Regions from separate parts of the Sus scrofa genome. Here all the other regions are linked to region 1. The links are chromatin contacts, called in public Hi-C maps. All regions are on one chromosome and are shown on one strand. The core of a region is the stretch at or near the end of the contact, and the rest is flanking DNA. Distances in the headings are between cores, read along the strand shown.

Region 1 (4,488 bases), core at 1,799-4,298:
CTGGAAAGACAGATGCCAAGAAGGCATGTGAAATTAAACAAGTGGGAAAGCACACGTACGGGGCAGTCCCAGAGCTTCAATGTGCATAGGCAAGAAGTCCTAGTTCACACTGTAGATAAGAAATTAAACATCCTACTGGGTGCACAAGCCAAAATCAGAAATGGAATAAAAAAACACATGACAACCAATCAATGGATGGCAGAGTTACATGAGGCATAAAAAAACCACTAAGATTTTATTTTTTTTTTGAGGACAGCTATGCCAGAACTAAAGTCAAAGTACTCAGTGTAGCATTTACTGGGCAAAAACTTTTAAGTACAAAACATCCTCTTTCCTCTATTTTACACTTACCCATTCAACTATGCAATTTACAACTGACAGCAGATGTGTTGGTGCATATGCTAGAATGGTATCCCTGAAAAACAGGAATCCACAATTCTTCCCTGTGCTCAAAGGTCTACCTCACAATTAAGGTTATCACTGATGAATTCATGTGTTCATTCAATAAACGTTTCTTGGACCTACTCTGTGCTGGGCACTATTCTGGATGTGAAGGATCAGTCAGTGATCACGACCGACAGAAATCTTCTCTATCATGGAGCTTATATTTTATAAGAATAGTCAAATGAGTAAACCTAGCACACCAGTGGGTGCTAAGTGCTGCAGAGTAAAATGAAACAGGGTAGAGGGAATAGGGAATGTGGATACCATTTGAAACAGGTGGGCCATAGAAGTTCTCAGTAATAAAGTACTGTTAAGTAAAAACCTGAAGGAGGTGAAGGAGCAAGCCATAGGGATATCAGGGGGAAAGCTGACGCAGGCAGAGGAACCAGCAGGTCCAAAGGCGTATAGGAGACAGGATATGGACCCCTCAAGGGACACTGAGAAAGCCAGAGTGGTTAAAGCAGAGTAAGGTGGGAACACTGTGGTGAGAAGAGGGCAGGGAGGTCTCAAGAGTCCACCCTGCCTTGGGGGTGAGAAACTGTTAGATGGGTAAAGGTGGAAGGGAGGCCCAAGCAGTGGCAGGCAGCACTGGTGGTGAGAAGTGGTCATTCTCTGGAAATAAAGTTCAAGGTAGAACTGACAAGATCTACTGCGGCATATGAGAGAAAGAGAGAAGTCGAGTGTGACTTCGAGGTGTTTGGACTGAGCAATTCAAAGAATGGACCTGCCATTTACTACAGGGGAGAAAGATGGTGGGGTGGGCAGGTTTGGGGGAGAAAGATAGGGATTTTGTCTTTGCCTATTAGCCAAATGGAGATGTCAAATACAATGCTGGATACGATCCTAAGTTCAAGACAATGAAATATGCAAATATATAAACTATGTCATACTGATTCCCATTCATTCAGTCCCTGTCTTGCCTTTATTTTTATTTATTTTTTCATATTTGGGGCCGCGCCTGCAGCATGAGGAGGTTCCCAAGCCACAAGCAGTGACCCAAACCACACCGGATCCTTAACCACTGGGCTACTAGGGAACTCCTCCCCCTTCCGCCTTTAAATGGATCTTATGAATGGAATGCCTCACCCCTCTGCACCCCTCTCCTTTATCTTACACAGTCATAAAATGGGGGGTGGGGGCCTCTGAAGCCAGATCACCTTGATTCACATCCCTGCTTCTTACTAGCTGTGTGACCTGTCTTGGACAGGTAATTTAACCACTCTAAACTCAGTTTCCTCACCAAGAAGGGGGTTAACAGTCCTTTCCTCAGGGCGCTATTGTGAGGAGTGAGGCTTAATCCAGGTAACACCTCAAGGCTTTGAACAGTACCTGGTACCAGGCCAAACGCTCCACGAGGGTGAGCACATATTATTGCCATTCGTGCAGCTGAGTATGGAAACCTCAGGACAGCAGGGACAAGGGTACGGGAGAATCAGGGCCAGGCAGGTAGAGAGCTTGCCTGTAGTTGTGCACCTAGAAACGGAGGGAACTAAAAATAGGCCTCAGAGGCCCTGAAGCTACAGCGATCTCAACATCACGGTTGATTTCATCAGACATCGACTTATGGAGCGCTTTCTCTGGGCCGTTCGGAACTGTAACCTTGTCAAAATCGCTCAGGTGGGATGTCAGCGCTCCGCAGGAGAGAATCATACAGCCTGCCTCTTTCTGGAAGTGCAACAAAAAAGGGCCGAAAGGCAGCCAAGGCTTTCGGTGGCCCACATCCTGAGACTGAGCCTAAATGAGCGGAGTCGCGGGTCGCCACGAAGGATCCGGGGGAACTGGCGGGAACTGGGGGGCCGTTTTGGGGGTGGGGGCGAAACAAACCCGACGTTCTCCATCCTCGGCGTGGGACAGGCGGGTGGAGGATGAGAAGCCTCCAGGCGGGTGGAGGATTAGGGGGTGGGGCGGCACGGCAGGGAAGAGGGGAAGCCCAGGTACCGAGAACGAGGGGGCGGGGAGGGAGCGTGGCGCGCTGGGCCCACGACCAGGCCCGGAGGTCTATTTACATCTGTGACCGAGGCGCTGAGGGCGCGCCTCCCGCCCCTTTTCAGCCCCAGGCCTGGCCTGCAAGGCGGAAAGGCCTCAGGGCCGCAGCCCCCCGCAGTTTCCCGAGCCGTCTAGCCAGACCGTGGTAAGGCTGGGGCTGCCGGGAGTGATAGGCCGGGCGGATGAGCCCGGCCTGAGGGAACGCAATGGGGGGCGGCTGCAGGGCCCGCTGGGCCGCCCTCCCGGAGCACACAGGCTCCCTGCACCTCGGGGTGCTCACCCCTCGGGCCTGTGGTCCCAAGGCCTCCCGCCGCCCGTTCCCTGGCCGCCAGCTGGCCCCCGACGGCGCCTCCCCTACCTTCGTTCGCCAGGTCCGCCATTTTACTTCCTTAAGCCCTCCCACAAGGCCTCGCGCCGGCCGGGGCTCGTCTGCTTTCTGCCAGAAACTCCCGCGCGTGCGTACTTCCCAAGCCGACTCCGAGCGAGGCAGGCAGCTTGCGCATGCGCGCTGAGCCAGGCGCGCAGTGGGGCTCTGGATCACTGTCCCCGCCCGACCAAGCTCGGAGCACGAACCTGCGTTTTAACCGCCCCCGCCTCCCTTTCCCGCCGATCAAGGGTGGGTGGGGGTGTGTGGGCGTGGGTAGGTTAAGACGCATGCGTGGTGGAGTTCCCGGGCGACGCGGGAAGCAACGGTTGGTAAGGCGGCCGGGCAGGGATGGGTTCTGACCGTCCCGCATTTCGCTCGTTTTGCGGTCCCGCCCTCCTCGGTGGGAGCGTGAGTTGTGGTGGGCGCCGCGATCGAGGCCTTCTAATAGGTAAATCGCTGGGTCTGGAGTGGGGGCCTTTCCACGCGGGCAGGCCTGGGGCCTGCAGGAGGGTCGTGGGGTGTCCTAAGTCACCCCAGACCAGTTCTCCGTCTAAGGGACCAGTACTTTGAGCAGACGTTTTTCTGAGATCACGTGGAGACGTGGGAGATGGTTGGGGGAAGTAGAAGCCTGAAGTTAAAGATCACTGGCTTTTGGGAGGGGGACGAGGCCGTGGACTCAACAGGGCCTGGCACGGAGCCTCTGTGTTTTCATTGATCACGTGGGCTGATCAACTTCACAGGGCTGAGGGGAGACTATTGGACCCCCTGGGCTCATTCGCGACGCATCTGCTACGGATCCCTCAGAACATCCCCTGGACTCTGCCTCCTCTCCAAAATAGAGCCCAGATCCACCCGTTCTCCCCAGAAAGGCTTTCACTGCCTGAGGCCAGATCATCCTCATCTCTATCCTGGAAGACTGAACAGCATCTTCTCTCTCTGCTCTCTTTCATTTTTAGGAAATAAGCAACACGCAGAGGAATCTTTTAAAAAATATGAGTTATCCTGCTGGGTAGCATTGAGAACTATGTCTAGATACTCATGTTGCAACAGAACGAAGGGTGGGGAAAAAAATGTATACATGTAAGGATAACTTGATCCCCTTGCTGTACAGTGGGGGGAAAAAATGTTAGATCAAGAGCACATCTTTCCTCAATGCTTCCAAAACACTTTCCGCTGAACTTGGAATACATTCTAAATCTCTCATTTAGGCTTACAAAGCCCCCCTGTTTTCTGCTGCCATGCGCTCCCTTGCTCATTTGCAGTTCTGACACATGGATCTTTCTGTGTTTGGGAGCTTACCAAACTCAGGATCTTTGCACTTAAGAGTGATCCCTCTGCTTGGGACTTTGTGTCACATGTCTTTGGTTTAAGGCCCGACAGTCCTTGCGCCACCTCTGGCTTGTAAGCTAAGGGTAGTTTTTTACATTTTGGATTTTTTTGGGGGGGGGGTTGGCTGTGCCCTTGGCACACAAGTTCCTGGGCCAGGGATTAAACCTGCACCATAGCAGTGACCAGCACCATAGCAGTGACAACGTCAGATCCTTAACTGTTAGGCCACCCCGGAACTCCTGGTTTTTATGCTTTTAATTTTTGGGAGAAAGTCAAAAGAAGAATAATGGCTCATGACATGTGAACACTGTATACAATTTAAATTTCAGTGTCCATAAATTTAAGTTTATTTGAAAACAGCC
Region 2 (4,669 bases), core at 147-2,646, 68 kb before region 1:
GCCCTCCAGGGCTAAGCGCCCCCAGCTTAGAGAGAGACCCCACCACACACCCAACCATCCCAACAACGTGTTATTCGAGCAGATGTCACAGAACCCATCCGCTGGGACTCCACCTTCATAAGGACCCTGGAGGCACATTCTTTGTCCCAGTCAACCCCGGGAGCAGACCAGTGGACCCAAATTTGCAGCCCAGCTCCAAAAGACTCCAGGGAAGTTCACCCACCTCCTTAACCCTCAGTTTCCGCCTCTGAAAAATGGGTTGATCTTACTAAATACACAGAAAATGGTAGCATTTTATTAGTTCTACCCTAATGCAAGTGCCTCCCAGTGTAGACTCAAATTCTGCCAGGCCCTGTTTCAGGAGCTAGAGATACAGAGGTGGCCAAAATCGTATTCTACATCTCAGACTGAGGCTGGGAAGGGGACTGGAAGAGGTGAGACTCTGTGGTCTCCCCTGCAGGGGAATGCCAGGGCTGTGGGTCCCCTGACACCCCTGCCAAGGCCTACCTTACAGTGGCTGCTGATCCACTTCATTTATCATCTCCTCAGGGCCCCTATAACCCCTCTTGTGGCCCCAATAAAAGCTTCAGATGTCTAAGACCACCTAGCTCTCTTGGACTCTAAAAAGGCCCAATCCCACTCCAGAACCTTTGCCAACTTCTCCCCTCAGACGCCTCAATAATAACCCATGATCCTCCCAAATAATCTCAAAGTCACCCAGATGGAAAGTCTCAACCCTCAGCTCCTTTGGCCCTAATAACTGGCCACGTTCCACTCAGCCATTTCTCCAGAGCCTGGTGAGCGCTTCCACCATAACTTTACAATATCAGCACCCAGAGACTCTGACGACTCCAGTGACCAGTTTGTCACATGTACCATGGCCTCCCGGGGTCCTCCAACCTCGCTGGACCTCCCCACAAGCTCTCTCTCACAGACGCTCCCGACGACCACATAGCACTCTGCGACACTCCCAGTCCCCATGGGACCCCTCCTCGGGCAGCTCTCAATGACTCTATGACCTTTCTGCGCCCTCTAAATTGTCCGTCACCCCCACAAAGTGCACCTTGTATAAGAGCCCTCCCAGGGTCCCAAGGCCGCCCTAGACCCCCCGACAACCATATGCCACGCTGCGAGATCCACAGACCCTTCAAGACGCCCTCGGGCAGCCCCTAGTGACCCGAAGACCTCCCTACGCCCTCCGCCCTCGGGACCCGGCCGGCGCTCACCAGTGGCACCACCGATACTGGTGCTGGCATAGGCCTTGCGGTGGCACTCGGTGCCTTCGGGGATATCCGAGTACTTGTGAAGAAGCGTCTTGGCCATGACCGCGAACCCCTGGTCCCGAACTGTACCAGCCGCCTGCTCCTAGAGCCCAAGGGCGAACGCCGCTTGCTCTCGCGAGACTTCCCAGGCGGCGCGCGCATCCTCTCGTGCGGGCTGGCAGGCAACATGCGAGCAACTTTATTGAGCGCCGCGGATGTGGACACGCGCAGCGCTCAAGTGCTGCAGCCTGAACTGGCGGTAAAGTGCACGTGCACCCCTGGCCGATTTCTGAAGAGGGAAACTGAGGCCGACCAGGACCAGTGAAATGTTGCTAATTCCAGTTCAGAAGGACCTGGGCCGGGAAAGATTTGACTCCCAGAGGTGGGGCCTAAGGGCGGGAGCATCACAGGTATTAAGCCTATCCAGGCGCACAGATGAGAGGCTCCACTTGATAGGAGCGAGACCTCAAGATGGGGCGGGGCATAGAGGGGATATGGCCACTCCCAGAGCCAGAATCTGTGGGGAGGCGTGGTCATGTCCTGTGGCCAGTCTTAAACCGGAGTCTGAACCGCATGCGACTATTTGGGGGCGTGGCCAGGTTCTTGGGTTTAATGCGAAAGTACTAATTCCAGTACTAGGATTCTTAGGGAGACTAGGTCCGTGCCCAGTCTGTGGCTAGTCCAACTCCTGGGCGGGTTGTAGGAGGTCCTAGGCTTGAGGCGTGACCAGAACGGAAATAGAACCTGGAGGGGACTTGACTGATCCCGAGCTGTACCTTTGCCTAAGGGGCGGTTCTGGGGCGTGGTCAAGCTTGTGGGCTCTGACCAACTTCGCGCGTTAGCGTCTGAGTAGGGCGGTGCCTGTCTCTAAGGGATGACCAATCCAGTGGCCAGAGCTGGAACGTGACGACATCTTTGGGGCGTGGTTTGTCAAGACTTTGGCCAATCTTGGAGTTAGGCCGGGCTCAGGGGCGGAGTTTTGAGTTGCTGGAACCAGTGAGGGTGTTTGGGTTTGAGGAAGGCGCACCCTGGGGGCGGAGCCTAGAGAGGGTTATGGCCAATCACGCCGAAGTCCTGGACGGACCTCTAGGGCGGGCGCGGTCCTCCAGGGGGCTTGGCTTAGGCTTGTTCCGGGCCGCCTGTGGGCGTGGCCGGGCCTGGACAGCAGCAGGGGCCATGTCAGCGCCGCCACCTCTGCAAATCCGCGAGGCAAACGCACACCTGGCGGCGGTGCACAGGCGCGCGGCGGAGCTGGAGGCGCGGTTGGATGCGGCGGAGCGGACGGTGCGTGCCCAGGCGGAGCGCCTGGCCCGCCACGACCAGCAGTTGCGCGCCGCCCTGGACGAGCTGGGCCGCGCCAAGGACCGGTGAGGCTCTGGGCCCGCCAGGTGGACTTCTCGGAAGAGGTGGGCGGAGGCAGAGCCTATATTGAAAAGGAGGACCGGCCAGGGAAATCGTGCATTCACGTGGAGCTGGACTACTGGTGGGATTGACAAACACTAAAATATTTGAATTAGTCATCAGTGTGTAAGGTTGAGGGATGTCACACAAACGTGAATAGCTAACTTAAACAGGGCCTGTTTTACCACTAGGCAAAATTGGCTGGTCCTGAGTGGTGCAGAGAGCTACAGCAGGTTCTTGAGGAGGATGAGATCATATCAGCCGTTTTGAAGAATCCCTGTAGCTGAAGGATTGAAAGGGATGAGACAGGTGCCCAGGGACAAAGGAGGTGCTGAGGCCCAGGTGGGAAAAAAGTCAGGGCTGGTTGGATTACTTCAGCTTTACTGAGCACCTGCTATGTGCCAGGCACTGTGCTGGTTATCAGGTCACATCAGTGAGATCTATGCAGCCTTGCCCTCAAGCAGATACATTCCTAGGCAGTTACAACGTGGGGCTGATTTGGAGTTCCTTGGTGGCCTAGAGGTTAAGGATCTGGTGTCACTGCTGTGGCTCAGGTTCGGTCCTGGGCCACATGCTGTGGGCGAGGCAACCAACATGGGGTGATCTGGGTTTGATGGAGGGCCATGCAGCTCTGAGGGGGCCCAGAGGGAAGACTTCCTGGACGAGGAGCCATCTAAGATGAACAACAAATAGGACAAGAGAACTGCAGGAGGAGCTAGGGTAATCAATGAAGGAGTGTTAGTCTGCTGAGATTGCCATTACCACAGTGGCACAGACTGCATGGCTTAAACAACAGCAAATTATTTCTCGTGGTTCTGGAGGCTGGGAAATCCAAGATCAAGATACTGACAGATTTAGTTCCTGGTGAGGGTCCCCCTCCTGGCTTGTAGATGGTCATCTCACTGTGTCCTCACATGGTGTGCGTGCGCACACACACACACACACACACACACACACAGAGCGAGCGACCGAGCAAGTGAGTGAGAGTAAGCTCTCTGGGGTCTCTCCTTGTAAGGAAACCCTCATGACCTCATCTAAACTTTATGTTCCTCTCAAGGCCTCATCTCCAAATACATCACATTAGGGGTAGGCATTCAACATATGAATTTGGCAGGGGGAACAGAGACATTCGGTCCATAACAAGGGAGTAAGTTTTATCTTGACAGGGATGGAAGACAGGAGCAGGGGAAGAGAGCCTTGGGCTCCGGGTACCATAACTGCCCCGTCTTACCTTCCTGCCAGTGAGATTGCCACTCTCCAGGAGCAGTTGCTGACCTCCGAGGCTGCTGTCCAGAGCCTGCAGGCTGCTGTGCGCCAGAGGGACGAGCTCATCCGGCAGCTGCTGCCCCGGGCGGAACTGCTGCAGGACATCTGCCGCCGTCGGCCACTCCTGGCTGGGCTGCTGGCCACCCTGGTTGAGGCTGAGCGGCTGGGGCCCCTGCCAGCCAGTGACCCCAGCCACGTACTCCCTGGTGGTCCCAGTTCACCTCTTGCCAACAGTACTGGGGAGGAAGAGGACAGGGACCACCGCCAGCCTGCCCTTTTTGGGACTACTGTGTGAGCCCGAGAGAGCAGATTTCAGAAGGCAGAAAGAGGGCCCCTATGAGGACTTTTCCCACCTCTGTGCCCGTCGTTGGGCATCACCAGTATGCTGGAGAGGATCCTGTGGCAGAGCCATAATCCTGTCCAAGCATCAGAGCCTGCTAACAAGTCAGAGGTTTTAAATGGGCCACCTGCAGGCTGAATGTGGATGTTTAACCTGGACAGAAGTTTATTATTTTTTTAAACTGAAACTTTGAATTAATCACCCTTGTTGGAAAAACTGCCAGCACTTACATAAAAATCTGGATTTCTGGCTTCAGAATGAGACATCCCTGCCTGGATCAGAGTCCAGGATACCCTCTTCAGCTGGTGTGAGTTTCAGCTGGCCCCCACATCTTTCTTAGGACCAGATGTCTGCCCCTGAAGAATCGGTTTGAGACCTTATTCTCTGGTGGAGGCAGATG
Region 3 (4,498 bases), core at 1,148-3,647, 110 kb after region 1:
CTGAAGAATTCATATGGCTTTTATCGCAGGGGCAAACTCTTTCTGAATCCATTCCTGACCCCTATTTGGAATATCACAGGATCACGGAACCAGTTATCTTTTTCCATCATATATTATGAGAAGTCCCCTTCAATACTTTGCCAAGACTGTTGGCAAAATTAGCAGGGGTTATTAAGGAAATTAAATTGCTTTCTTGGGGGATGGGGGAGTGGGTACTAAACACACTTTCTCTCTGGCCAGAGTAGGTGAGTAGTCATTTCTAAGGTTATTTGACAGTCGGTTCACGTTTTTAAACTTGAACGGGAGAAAGAACAGGGAACCAAATCCAGATACTCCCCAGGACAGAGAGTTAAGGGTCTTTATATAAGCAAACAAATAATGTTTCCGATTATGAACAACAAGATAAAAATATGTCCACACTAAGTGCAGGCAAAAAAAAAATTTGTTGTTAATGTTTTCTATTATTGTTGTTGTTATTATTATTATTATTCTGTTGGGTAAGTCTTAATTGAGATGGAGAGCCTTGTATCAGGTTTGATATTTCAGATTCGAGGATATAAAGCTGATTGAGAAGGGATAAAACTCATGACCATCTGCACTGACAGTTGAATGTACAAAGCAAGAAAATAACTGTGTGTTGGGCTGGGGGTGGCGAATAATAAAACACCCACAAGCAGGAACGAGGTCTCCGAAAAAAGGCAGCTCTGGACTCCAGTGCTGCATCCTGCCCTTCTCCCTCATTCCTGTGGGGCAACCAGAAGGTTAAAATTAGGAGATGAACCACCCCCGCCGCAGCAGCCGGAATGGCAGGGGCAGTTGGGCCCCGGGGGCCCTGGAAATAGCCACTAGGATCGGAAACTCAACTTTCCTAGCGCAGCGGCGAGAAAAAGCAACAGGGACGAAGACGGAGAGAGAGCCGCGACTCATCCCAGAGGGAAAAAGAAAGGAACCGAGAGGATTTGGGGTGCGTGTGTTCTGGGGGTCAGGGGGTGGGAGCTGGATTCACAAACACACATGCACTCGCACGACCTCTGGAGAAAATGCCACAGACCAGTTTGAGCCACATGTTGGGCTCTTTAAACAAAATAATAAATTAATAAATTAAAAAAAAAAAAACACCTTTCAGTGAAACTTTTCTTGCTTCGCTATCAGTCCAAATAGGGGAGCTGCGGGTGTGCGAAGGGGCTTCCTGAGGGGCGTGGAGGGAGTGGCGGATCCAGGACCCCCCAAATTTAGGAATGCGGGGGTCACAAGTGAGAGCGCTCAGAGTATCCGAGGGAGGAGCTCTAAACGCGAGGATTTGGGGTGGAAAGGTGAGAAACGGGTCTCTGGTAAGCCCAATTCTTGGGGATTTTGTGGCCATAGAGTGAGAAGGGGGGTTCCTGTTCTAGACCGGCGCACTGACTTTGTATTAAAAAGCGAGAATGGAGTTACAGGCAGCCCTCAAATTCAGTATTTGGGAGCAGGGTCAAAACGAGAAGCTCCCCGGGTCACCTCAATCCAGGAATTTGAGGGTGAAGGTTAGAACGAATCTTTTAGGCCCTCCCAATTCAGGAATTTGAGGTTGAGCGTGAGAAAAGGGCCCCATGGGTGCCCCAATTTCAGAGATTTGGGGAGTAAACAGGAGGAGTCTCCAGGCGCCTTCAATTCAGGGAGTTTTAAATATAAGAGTTCGAAAGAAGTTGCCAAAGAGTCCCCAGTTCAGAGAGTCTAGGGTAAAGAGTGCGAAAGGGGTCCTCCGGCACCCCCAGTTTAAGGATTTGAGGGATAAAAGAGAGAAGAGGTTCCCCAGGAGCCCCAAATTCCGGATGTTTGAAAGTAAAAGTTTGAGAGGGGTTCCAGGGGCGCCCCCAACTCGGGGATTTTTAGGGTAAGAGTGAAATAGGGCTCTTGGGGGGCCCCAACTCCGGAAGTTTTGTGAGAAGTGAGGCGATGAGTCCCCCCACCTCTCCCCGAATTTGGTTAAAAGGAAAAAGGGGTCCCTGGGCGCCCCAAACTCAGCCGCGCCTTCGGGACTCGGGGTACAGAGGTAGGTCCCACGGACGCGCCATCCCGGACGTTTGGGGTGAACGGCAAGGACTGGGCTGCCCACTCCCGACCCCTCGATCGCGGTCCCCGCCGCCCCCCGCACTCCCCGGCCGGGCAGGGCCCGGGACGGTCGCATCGGTCACCTGGAGTTCGGGCCGGGAGTTCGGGCAACGGCTCCCGCGGCGGCGGCGGCTGCTGCTGCGTGTTGGTCCCCGTTGGTAAGTAACAGTCTCCACGGCTACAGTCTCTATGGCGGCGGCGGCGGTGGCGGCGGCGGCCGCTCCTCCTCCCGCTCCCGGCGCCCGCCCGCTTGCCCGCCTGCTAGCCCGCCTCGCGCTGCCTGCCCTCCTGCCGCGACGGGGCGGGGCGTTGTTATCGGCAACGGTTACCAGGTTCCACGCCCCACCCCCTCAACGGCCCGCCCATGCCCGCCTCCAACGGGCGCTGTAGGGGCGGGGCGCAAGGCCTCGAGGCTCTCCATTGGCTGCCCTAAGTGCCTGTCAGAGGGGGCGTTCCCCGGCAAGGAAGAGGGCGAGGCCCGACCAATTGCCGCGAGGAAGGGCGGGGCTGGCGGGAGGCGCGCGGTTCCGAGGGTTCGCAAGCGGTAGGCGCGGGCGGGCCGGGTGCTGGTGGCGCAGCTCCAAAGGCAGAGTTTAGGGGTCCCAGGGGCCTTCGCCTATTACAAAGATGATTGTCGGGCGTCCTCGAACAGTCTGGGTCCGAGGTCAGCAAATTCTGACCAGTGGACCAGATATAGCCCACTACCCTATTTTCATGGCCCACAAACTGGGAATTTTAAAATATTTTTTTAAGTGGTTAAAAAGAAAAAAATCAAAGGAAGAATCTTTTGTGGCATGTGGAAACTATATGAAAGTCGGTGGCAGACTATAGGCCCTGGGCCAAATTCTGCGCGCCTAGAGGCCCCCCCCCATGACTCCTCCCACCACCCTGCCTCGGCGTTATTAAGGGACATAGAAGGCTGCTTTCACGCCACAGGGAGAGATGGATAGTAAAGAGCTGAGTATTTGCACGACAATGGGATGACTTAAGCAAAGTATAAAATATTTTCTATTTGGCCCTGCACAGGCCAAACTTTTTTTCTACTCCCTAATAGTAGGTTCAACTTTTGAATGGGACAAACAAGGGACTCTCTTAGAGTTTTTACTGGAGCGGGGGGTGGATTGACAATAAACAATAAAAAAGCAAATATACAGTTATTTGGGAGAAGGGACTGGAACACTAGGAGAAAAAGCATGTTCTGAGAAGAGGCAGACAGGGCAATTTAAGGGAAGATTAGATTTCAGCCTCATTCATTCATTTGAATAATCATATTAGTCAACAGTGACTAAACTGTCCTTAATGCCAGAAAGTGATCTGAGCATTTTTCGTATGCTAACTCAGTCAAATCTCACGAGAAAGAGACTATTATCTCTATTATGCTTTATTCCCATTCAGAGGTTGGGAAAGAATGAGAGAATTTATATCAAACATCCATAAAGGTTTCAAACTCCAGGGGTCTGTCACCAAATCCCACACCCTTGACCACTAGATGGGTGGTTTTCAAACATTTTTGACCACAAGGCACAGCAGGAAATACATGTTACTCCAAGTCCCAGTCCACGCAAATGTATATGTAACCAAAACAGTATTTTCATGACATGATACTTTAGGTAATGCTGATTTTTTTCTATTCTGTTTTAATGAAAATGCTGACAGTGACTTAGCTACGTTGATTTCTCCACCATCTGATAGGTTGTTTCTTAAAGATTTTCATGTGATGGATTTTTTTTTTTCCCCTTTTTAGGGGCAAACCTGCGGCATATGGAAGTTCCCGGGCTAGGGGTCGAATCAGAGCTGCAGCTGCTGGCCACAGCCACAGCCACTCGGGATCTGTGCTGCATCTGCAACCTACACTACAGCTTGTAGCTGTGCCGGATCCTTAACCCATTGAACGAGGCCATTGATCAAACCTGCATCCTCATGGACACTATGTCAAGGTTCTTTAACCTGCTGAGTCACAACAGGACTCTTCATGTGATGGAATCTTAGGTGTAAGACTGCAGGAGTCAGTTTCTGTTCTTCAATTATTTATTTAGTCAAAAATACTCATTGAGGAATTCCCATCATGGCTCAGCAGAAACGAATCTGACTAGCATCCATGAGGACACAGGTTAGATCCCTGGCCTCACTCAGTGAGTTAAGGATCTCGCGTTGCTGTGAGCTGTGGTGTAGATCAAAGATGTGGCTCAGATCTGACGTGGCTGTGGCTATGGCCTAGGCCAGCAGCTACAGCTCCAATTAGACCCCTAGCCTGGGAACCTCCATATGCCTCAGGGGCAGCCCTAAAAAATACACATATACATATATATATATATATATATAGAGAGAGAGAGAGAGAGAGAATGCCTACTATTTGCCAGGCACTGTTCCAGGTGCTAGGGACATAAATCCCTCTTGGAGCTGAGTAGGT

The links. A called contact is a pair of places that touch in the nucleus more often than the background predicts.
Region 2: a Hi-C map of skeletal muscle shows a contact between it and region 1, with 2.8 times the contacts expected there. The contact joins the promoter of NDUFA11 here to the promoter of RANBP3 in region 1. A contact is called at or near these places in 2 of 47 Hi-C or Micro-C datasets (liver and skeletal muscle).
Region 3: a contact with region 1 is called in a Hi-C map of alveolar macrophages, with 1.4 times the contacts expected there. The contact joins the promoter of RFX2 here to the promoter of RANBP3 in region 1. A contact is called at or near these places in 9 of 47 Hi-C or Micro-C datasets (alveolar macrophages, embryonic fibroblasts, heart right ventricle and 4 more).

What each region holds. Positions count from the first base shown.
Region 1 is chr2:73,061,442-73,065,929 of Sscrofa11.1, reverse strand. It overlaps RANBP3 (ran-binding protein 3), which reads right to left and starts at 3,048. Exons shown (of 17, transcript XM_021084014.1): 1 at 2,789-3,048. The coding sequence starts at 2,810.
Region 2 is chr2:73,127,756-73,132,424 of Sscrofa11.1, reverse strand. NDUFA11 (NADH:ubiquinone oxidoreductase subunit A11) reads right to left here and starts at 1,396. Exons shown (of 4, transcript NM_001244924.1): 1 at 1,227-1,396. The coding sequence starts at 1,323.
Region 3 is chr2:72,947,758-72,952,255 of Sscrofa11.1, reverse strand. RFX2 (DNA-binding protein RFX2) reads right to left here and starts at 2,397. Exons shown (of 17, transcript XM_021083998.1): 1 at 2,172-2,397.